Linked DNA regions of Hordeum vulgare: all the other regions are linked to region 3. A link is a contact called in public Hi-C data. All regions are on one chromosome and are shown on one strand. Each heading gives the region's core, a stretch centred on a gene start, on an enhancer-like site or on the middle of the called end of the contact. The rest is flanking DNA. Distances are from core to core; before and after follow the strand shown. Region 1 holds the start of LOC123452579 (peroxisomal (S)-2-hydroxy-acid oxidase GLO1). Region 2 holds the start of LOC123452577 (probable glutathione S-transferase GSTU1). Region 3 holds the start of LOC123452569.

What was found. A called contact is a pair of places that touch in the nucleus more often than the background predicts.
Region 1: a contact with region 3 is called in a Hi-C map of seedling, with 3 times the contacts expected there. The contact joins the promoter of LOC123452579 here to the promoter of LOC123452569 in region 3. A contact is called at or near these places in 2 of 6 Hi-C or Micro-C datasets (leaf and seedling).
Region 2: a contact with region 3 is called in a Hi-C map of seedling, with 2.9 times the contacts expected there. The contact joins the promoter of LOC123452577 here to the promoter of LOC123452569 in region 3. A contact is called at or near these places in 1 of 6 Hi-C or Micro-C datasets (seedling) and 1 of 1 datasets of contacts at active chromatin or transcription factors (embryo).

The regions. Positions count from the first base shown.
Region 1 is chr5H:541,776,710-541,779,660 of MorexV3_pseudomolecules_assembly, forward strand. It overlaps LOC123452579 (peroxisomal (S)-2-hydroxy-acid oxidase GLO1), which reads left to right and starts at 1,678. Exons shown (of 9, transcript XM_045129255.1): 1 at 1,678-1,786; 2 at 2,360-2,538. The coding sequence starts at 2,396. LOC123452580 (peroxisomal membrane protein 13-like) reads left to right here. Exons shown (of 5, transcript XM_045129256.1): 4 at 1-90; 5 at 184-660. The coding sequence ends at 390.
Region 2 is chr5H:541,721,226-541,723,999 of MorexV3_pseudomolecules_assembly, forward strand. It overlaps LOC123452577 (probable glutathione S-transferase GSTU1), which reads right to left and starts at 1,463. Exons shown (of 1, transcript XM_045129254.1): 1 at 251-1,463. The coding sequence starts at 1,280. The coding sequence ends at 612.
Region 3 is chr5H:541,416,353-541,419,327 of MorexV3_pseudomolecules_assembly, forward strand. LOC123452569 reads right to left here and starts at 1,382. Exons shown (of 8, transcript XM_045129242.1): 1 at 1,229-1,382; 2 at 1-189. The coding sequence starts at 1,323. It overlaps LOC123452571 (putative ALA-interacting subunit 2), which reads left to right and starts at 1,596. Exons shown (of 9, transcript XM_045129244.1): 1 at 1,596-1,793; 2 at 2,221-2,282; 3 at 2,374-2,448; 4 at 2,539-2,655; 5 at 2,872-2,942. The coding sequence starts at 1,724.

The DNA.
Region 1 (2,951 bases), core at 428-2,927, 360 kb after region 3:
CATGGGATTGTGAATTTCTCTGGGCGAGTTGCATTCCTTATCAGCCAAAACACTCAGGCATTCCACATGTTCATCACAGCTCTTTTGCAGGTATCATTTGACGCGTGCCTTTCGTTTTTAACTCTTTTCAAGCATGCTTCTTAAGTTCTTCTGAATTCTGATCCAATGATATTATTGCCACAGCTCTGTGATAAGTCTGGAATGCTTTATGGTGAGCTTGCGAGATTCACATTCCGTTTGCTGGGGATCAAAACCAAACCAAAGAAGGGCGGAATTCAGGGTGCACAAGCTCCACCATTTGAGGGGCCAGGCCAGCAGTTCGTTGAGGCACCAAAAGCTAACAAGAACTCCTGGGAGAACGTATGGAGCGGTGATGCTAGGGGAATGTGAGGTGCTATAGGTGTGCGGTTACAGTGACAGGTTTTGTTAGATGAGGACGATGAGTTTGCTTATGGCTACTGGGAGAAAGGAAATCTACTGACTTGTGTTCGGATGCTTTTGGCATTTGAACCAGAGCAAGGAAACCAAGTAATCTCTGATTCTTGTGATTTCTTTTCTTCCCTAGTATATGTGCACTTCTGTTCCGAAGAGTTTGCTGCTGTGAGAAATGTGAGCTTGTAAAGTATGGCTTTCCTGATAATAGAGTAAATATTACCCCAATACATTGTCCGGAGAAGGGGTGCACAATATTACTGGTTTCCATTATATTTTTTCTAATGATAATTTTTTATCTTTTTATTTTAGTACAGGAGTTTGCTGGTGCTCCTCGTGATAGCAGCATGGAATTGTTATAACAGTTGTTTTCGCCAAAAGGCCGAATGATCATGATTAAGCAACAATATCCCTTCCCTTTGGAACAGTTGCTGGGGCTGATAAAATTCTTCAGCTCTTACAGAGGGTAGTGCTGCTACTCGTAAATGTTAGTTGTGTGGTGCCTGAAACTGGTGTGAAGTTGAAATGCGCCCTGAGCTCTGAAGCCGAAGCGTGTTGTTTCTGATCCTCCGTGGGTACCACAAGGGTGCCTCACTGCCGTTTATGCCGAGCATGCTTTGTACCATAGCTCTGGGCTCTTTGTCTTTTGAAAATTGGTTGACATGGGAAACTGCTGTAATAAAGTCTAACTTCTTTATGTCCATGTTAGTAATATCCTGTGTCTCTGACCCATATTTGTGTGGCATCCTCTTGTCAAGATGCAGGTTGCCTAGTTGCAACAGTGTCTCTGACCAAGATGGAGCAGCCAAACCAAACATGCCAAAACACAATCTCAATGAGATATAGCACTATGAACTTTCTGAAAACACAATTACCCTGCTTGTATTGTGTGAATGAAGTTTTTAACCACCGAAGGGCAAGGATCACCCGGGCTCACCGAAGATAACTCAGTCGCCACGACATCTCTTACAATTTTCCGCGACAAAAGCCCGGGAGGAGATAATCCGCTGCTGCGACTGAACACCAAAAGAAAACGAAAAAAAGGGAGAGAAACGGGTATGTTTTATTGTGCTTCTCCGTTGGCTTGGGTGGTGATGATGATGATGTCAAGTGGATGAGGAAGCAGTGTAGGAGGAGGCACCCTTCATCCCAACCTCCAATAGCTCATCCGTAACCTCCCCCACTTCCTTTCCCCCTCAACAATCTCCACGTCTCCCTGCAATCTTTGTCTCCATGCGCAGCTGAAGCCTCCCCCCTATCTGCTATCTCCTGGCTACTATATATCACTTGCACTCCCCACCACTCCCTCCCGTTCGTCTTCCCACCTCGCCTGGCGCCTGCGTCCTCCTCTAAGGTAAAGATGCCAGCCATTCAATCCATGTTCTTCATTCAATTGCTTCATCATGTGCCCCGGTTTCTTCCCGATCCAGCTCCGTCCGTGTTCTTCTCGATCGGGTATTGTTTTTGCAGCTGTCTTTGTTTCCGATTGCTTTGTTGTTTGTTTCTTTGTTCTCAACTTTGCGCTTGCCGATGTTCCAAAGTTCCATTGCTAGCTTCACCATGTTCCTTTATCATTTCTGCCGAAATGAATTGCGCGTTTGTCTGTTTCGCTGTTTTCTCCTACTAGGAAATTCTTCCTCGGTTTTGCTTTCTGCTGAAAGAGCAGTATTTATATCTTTTATGCAGAAACAAAATGGGCATCTGCATGCACTCTGCAAGAAAGGTGTCCTTTTTTGTTTCTCTAGCCGTGGAACGTGCCATCATACTAGTGTTTTTTCTGGAGTAGCTCGATTGGCTTGTTGCTTTAAAGGAAAGGACGTCCACACTTGCATCTTCCAAAGTTTTTTGCATGTAAACGACGGCCGCTTTGGGGGAAGATCTAGCTCTACTGTCTAACACGCTCGTCCTGTTGTGTTCTTGGTTGCAGAGTGGTGAGGGGCTCGGCGCTGCTAGCGAGGCAAACATGGGGGAGACGATCACCAATGTATCGGAGTACCAGGCCATCGCGAAGCAGAAGCTTCCCAAGATGGCCTACGACTACTATGCATCCGGGGCGGAGGATGAGTGGACCCTCAAGGAGAACAGGGAGGCATTCTCCAGGATCCTGTAAGCAATTTATATTTATTCTGTCCATTTTAATTTGGTTTAACAATTGTATGACATACACCTTCCGTTTCAAAATAAGTGTCTTAAACTTAGTACGTACAAAGTTGAGATTTTTATTTTGAGACGGAGAAAGTACTAGGTAGACGTGCATGTGTGGGTCGAACGAGTGTGTGGGTCGAACGAGTTCTCGCACTTTTCAGTTCCAAACCAGATTATCATAAACATTTAGCGCAGTGATGATGTAAATAGTGGTCATCAGATTTAACCTGATCATAAGTATTATACTGGCCTTGCAATTATAAATTGCTCTGGGTTGTTTTATTGGACACTTTTGAGGAACTGTACAGATTTATTAAACTGTACAAACCATTCCATGCTTGCACAAATTATTGTAAATAGTTCAAAATATGTGG
Region 2 (2,774 bases), core at 213-2,712, 300 kb after region 3:
ACATCTATTTTGTATCGGAGAGAGTAGAACCATGGCGTCACTTAAGAGGGGAGGAAGAACCTTGACTCGAGTGGAGGCCAGTGGCGAGTTGGGCCGTCAGTAGAACCTCGCTGGAGAAGTCTCGCCGGCGTTGCTTGACAAATGAGAGGAAGAAGCTGAGGCCGGCCGCTTCAGAGGGGAGAAAGAAGCTTGACTAGAGTTTTGAGTCAGGACGAGGAAGAAAGCGGGAGAGAAAGAAGACGATAGCATGGAAATCCAACGGTGAGGCCAAATCAAATCGACTCACAGCCTTCTTAATTTATTCATCGCACGGAGCGGGTATAGAAATGGAATCGCAGGTGGCAACTCGGTGCTGCCCCCACCGAAGACCAGGGTTGACACATGACACACACATAGAGCAGGAGAGCACAACACGCACCCACACTGCCTGACCCAACCATATACTACCAACCACTCACACGCGAACAATTTATTCCACTAATAAAGAAAGAAATATCCAAACGCACGCACTGCAGGCCACCCAAATCGCTCCATAATTTTTATCTGTAGCTTCCTTCCGGCAGGCCGGCCGGCCGGCCGGCTTGCGCGTGCATGGCGGTCCGCCGGCGCGCCTACTCGATGCCGTACCTCTTCTTAAGCAGGCCGATGAAGTCGTAGACCTTCTCGGGCGAGTAGAGGCTCTTGGCGACGCTCTCCCGCTCGCCGCACCGCTTGGCCCACGCCGCGATCTTGGGCGCCACCTCCGCCAGGCTGAACTCGCCGTACCTCTCGTAGCTGTGGAACCATGCGGTGAAGGGCGCGAAGGCGGCGTCGACGAACCCGAACTTGTCGCCGCCGAAGAAGGGCTTGTCCCCGAGCGCGCCGTCGAGGGTCTTGAGGATCTCCAGCATCTCGGCGCGCGCCTGCGCCTGCGGCTCTCCCTTGACCTTCCAGAGCCGGGTGCCGCAGTCGTAGACCTTCTTGTCGACGTAGTCGGCCCAGAAGCGGGCCTGCGCGCGCGCGTAGGGGTCGGAGGGGAGGAGGGCCGGGGCGTCCGGGAAGGCGTCGTCGAGGTAGTTGAGGATGATGAGTGACTCGTTGACGGGGCGGCCGTCGTGGAGGAGCACTGGGATCTTCTTGTGGACCGGGTTGGAGCGGAGGAGGCGGTCGCTCTTGCCGGCGATGAGATCCTCCTCCACGTACTCGTAGGGCAGGCCCTTCTCGGCCAGCGCGATGCGGACGCGCTGCCCGAACGGGCTCACCCAGAAGTCCAGCAGCACCAGGCCCTTCTCGCCCGCCATTGTTCTTGGCTGGTTTGGATCTCGTTCGATGTGTGCTTGTGTGTTTGTGTTGTGTGCGCTGTGTGGGGGATGAGTGAGGATGAAGACGAGGTGAGGGTGTGAGGATTTATAGGGGTGCGGGATTGTGTGTTTCCGGAGTAGTCTAGTCTAGTACTCCATACAGTAGTGTACTACGTTTTGACTAGAACTTGGGAGAGAAGATCGAACCGAACGGGTGGTGTAGTGTAGGTAGAGGCTGGAGGATTCTGGGCCTTGGTTCGGCCGGTGTGTGTCACCGCTTGCGTCACGTACGGTGGGCGAGCGCGCAGGGGTTCCGAGCACGCGGGCATGGGCCGGCACGGCACGTCTGTGAGCGGGACGAGTGGCTGGCACAGGAGACCACACGGAGGGCTCCGGCACGGCTGGCGCAGTAGATCGGTATGGTTGATTCGTGGAAAGATGTGATATGTGATGAGTGATGACGACATCAAAAGGAGCTGCTAGCCTAGTACGCCTTGTTGAAGTTATGTAAATACAATGTAGTGTGTAAATTTCACATGTCGAGAAAAGATAACACGGACATAATAGATTAATAATGAATAAAGTCTGAAATAAATCTTGAATTCATATCCCTCGTTAAAATTAAACCTTACCTTTATATCTCTGAAATTTGTACCCTATATTTTTGAATCCCGACCAATGCTAACCCTAACCACGTTTGGCACACCGGCAAATACCGTTCTCGATCAGGATCATAGTATACTTTCATTGGCACCTCGACCCCACCTGTCATTTTCATTTCCCTCTATCTAGTTTTACGCTGACTTAAAGAGAAAAGAAAAATCTTTCTAATAGTGTTTGCTGGGACCCACCTAGTAATAAAAATAAATAAACGGTTAAATAAAAGGAATCTCATTATGCGTGCTTTCTTCATGCTCCAGATCCCTCTCTGATTTACATCAAAACAAAAAATCTCATCCATCAAATCCATGACACACAGGGCGGATCCGTACGCTGCTTTATACTCTTGTGATCATACATCCTTTTTCCCCTTCAGTTAGGCCTTGTAATTCCAATTTTTAAGCTTAAATTCTGAAGGCCTCAAAGGGAGAGACACACTACACACACACAAAACATGGCGCCATTTTGGCTTCGGCTGGCAGAGGATAGAACCCGCTCCTGTCGCCTCCTTGTCCCGCGAGCGCCCTCACCCGTCTGTCCAGGGGGCATCAACATGGCGTATTGCATTGACGTGGCTACATACACGTCTGTATTTTGTAGTCTTGTCGACTTCGTCACCAGCGGCTTCGTTGTTGTGGTGGCCTAGCGTCTCTTCCCGGCTTCCGGGCACTCGTCACTCGAGGCCGACGCCTCGTCGGCTGCGGCGGAGCATGTCGGCGAGCTCTACGACCAGTTCCACGAGGTCATCATGGAGGCATTTGAAAGTTGCGTCCGCGTGCACCATATGGACCTCGCTATTATACAAGGCATGCAGTGACATCTACCATGAGATTG
Region 3 (2,975 bases), core at 132-2,631:
CCACGCTCCCATGGTCTACAAGATGGTGCAGAATCCAAAGCAGTTCCAGCAGCATCAAAGCTATGAGCAGGCCCATAGGCATGTGGTGCAACGTGTGATGAGGAATCAACCCTGGAAGCCTGTCTGTTACCCAGCCAATCTATGCTTACTATATTAATTTGCATAGCAGGTGATGAGGCACCAGCAGAACTGAGAAAGGAAAAAAGGGTTCAGTGCGATCAATTGAAAGTTAGGAGTTTATGACAAGACTCTCAACAAAGTATTGGCCACCTGGCCGAACCCTAATAAATTGCAAAAAGATGATACTGAAATAAGTTTTTTCCTCCAAACAAATCTATAGGGGAAAAACACTTGTAAAGCTTTAAGAATTCTAACAAGCAGAAATAGCAGCACTGCAGACCCAGGTCTGAGAAACTATTTGGCATCGCAAGCTCCAAGAATAGCATAAGGTTTTGTATCATCCAGTTCCAGGCACAGTGCATCATCTTTTCCCACTTTACAGAGGCGACGACCATTAGACAACCAAAATCCTGGGGTTCACAACCAGGGACAGAACAACTGATGCAGAAGGCACGGCAGCTGGTTTGTTATCAAGATGCTCACTTGCTCAGGAATCTGCTGAAACCTCTGTTCAGGATGGTGAGGTGCCTATTTTTGATGATTTCAGATGTGCAATATGGCTAGTTGCGTTTGCTTGTGGTCTCTTCAGCTGGTGGTACTTTTCCTGTATGGTTGTACGATAGTGCTACTAGGTTTTCGGGCTGTAGCTTCTAACCGAGAAATACTGCAATTGGCGCATGCGTCGAACCCGACAGCCCTTCTCCTTACTCCTTTCTAAACTTGTTGGATGCTATTTCATCATCATAACTGATAAAAGAAAAGGTACTAGAAAAATACACAGCAAAACCCCTATATTTTCAAACACTGGGTACGGATTGAGCCACCAAATATCTTCCGCTTAGACCTAAACAAAATCATGTAGGATCTCATACGACTATAGGAGAGTGACAAGGTGATGGCTGCAGATCATACCATCCTTCCTACTACCCAATGGTATAATCGAACATCTACACACACTGTCTGCCTGCTACCCCGCGAACCCCACCTGCGGTCCTACCCTAGGTCTCCGCAGGAATCGTGCCCAAAACAAATCCAGCTCTCGTCTCCATACGGCGAATCTACCACCAGGAGAGAAGGGGTGGGGGGCGAGGAGCGACGGAGACCGTACCTGGCCACCGGGGTGGGCGGCGGCGACGACGACCGGACGACGGCGACCTGCGGCTCGGCCGCCGCCCCCGACGAGCTCCTGACCTCCTCCCGCATCTCCCCTCTCTCGCTCGCTGTGGCGCCTCTCGCTCCTCCCTCTCCTGGGGCGGAATGGGGAAATGAGCTCCTGACCGCGACGCGCAGAGCGAATTAACGGCGGTGCCACCGGTCGTTAGCCCCGTCTCACGCCGTCAACCTCACGGCCCGTTCAACCCAAAGCCCACATCACGTGGGCCGGACATGGCCCCCACCTTTGCGGGCTATCCACCGGGCCTAGCTGAGGCCCGTATTCCTCGTCACACTCTCTCTCCGTGCTGACCTGACCCATGGGCTCTCCCACCTGCAGCATTTCTGCTTCTTCTTCTCCCCCGATCTCTCCTCCGCGACCTGCTCCGATACCCTGCGAGCACGGACTCCTGCAAGCGGAAGGGGCTTCTCAGGCGAGCTCGCAGGCGTGATGGACGAGGCGGGCACCTCGGCGTCCGCAGGCTCCGCACCGCGCGGGGGGCGCCCGGCGAGATCGGGAGGTGAGCCAGGTTTTGACCACGCCGCACGCTTCGATTCGGTCGCTGATGAGCTGTGTAGTGCCTCCATCTGCTCGAGCAGGTTGTTCCGTGTGCTAGGGCTGGTAGCCTCCTGCGATCTCGAGAAATTTATGCGACAAAATGCCTCTTAGCTGCTATGTATGGATTTACTTCTGCGTGCTACGGTGGTCGCTTTACTTTGGTGATCTTAGGTGTGGGCATGCTATGTTAGTGTGCTGCATCCAGAGGCCATTTGCATAGGTTTAATCGAGTGAGATGCAAATGTTGATGCACTATCAGCAAGCTTGTCGCATCAAATTTGTTGAAGTTGATTATTAGACAATGAGACAGTGAATGCCCTTTACGCGCTTACAGATTATAAGTTTCTTCCTTCCTGATGCTATCTAGGTTGATCATGTCGGTTTTGCAGTATTCTATAAATTCACCCAGCAGGATCTTCCAGCTTGGAAACCGGCAATGACACCAGGATACGTAAGCTGGCACTGACACTAAACATAGGTTTTTACATATGGCATTATGTGCTTTCTTAGTAACTTATATGGCATTACTTCCATTGTTGCAGGTGATAGCCATTTTCTTGGTAATTGGGATTATTTTTGTACCGGTCGGACTAATTTGCCTTCAAGCTTCAAACAGAGTAATTGATTTCTTTTCTATCTGATATATGCTGAATTGGCATTTGTTCGGCTGTCATGCTAAATGTGCACTCCCTGCTCTGGGCGTGCAGGTTGCAGAAGTTGTTCACCGCTATGATATTGATTGTCTACCTAATGCTTACAGAAGTAATAAGCAGGCTTATATCAAAGACAGCTCAATTTCGAAGAAGTGTATTCAGAAAGTGAAGGTAGTGTCTTATCGGACCTCATTTCTCCTACTTACTTGTCATCTGACTACAGTCTGGACTATATTTTCTTTGTATAACGGACTGAGTTCAGTATGGGACTTTGAGATTACATCAGACACATATTACAGTTTCTCTTTTCCTATCTTCCTAATATTTCTAGTACTTATATGTTACTTCCTCAGAAAAATGTTGAGACTTGAGAGTGTATGTTTACAGGTTCAATACCATATGAAAGCTCCAATTTATGTGTATTATGAACTCGACAACTACTACCAGAATCATCGTAGGTAATTATACAACTGGTTAAATTTACTTGTCAA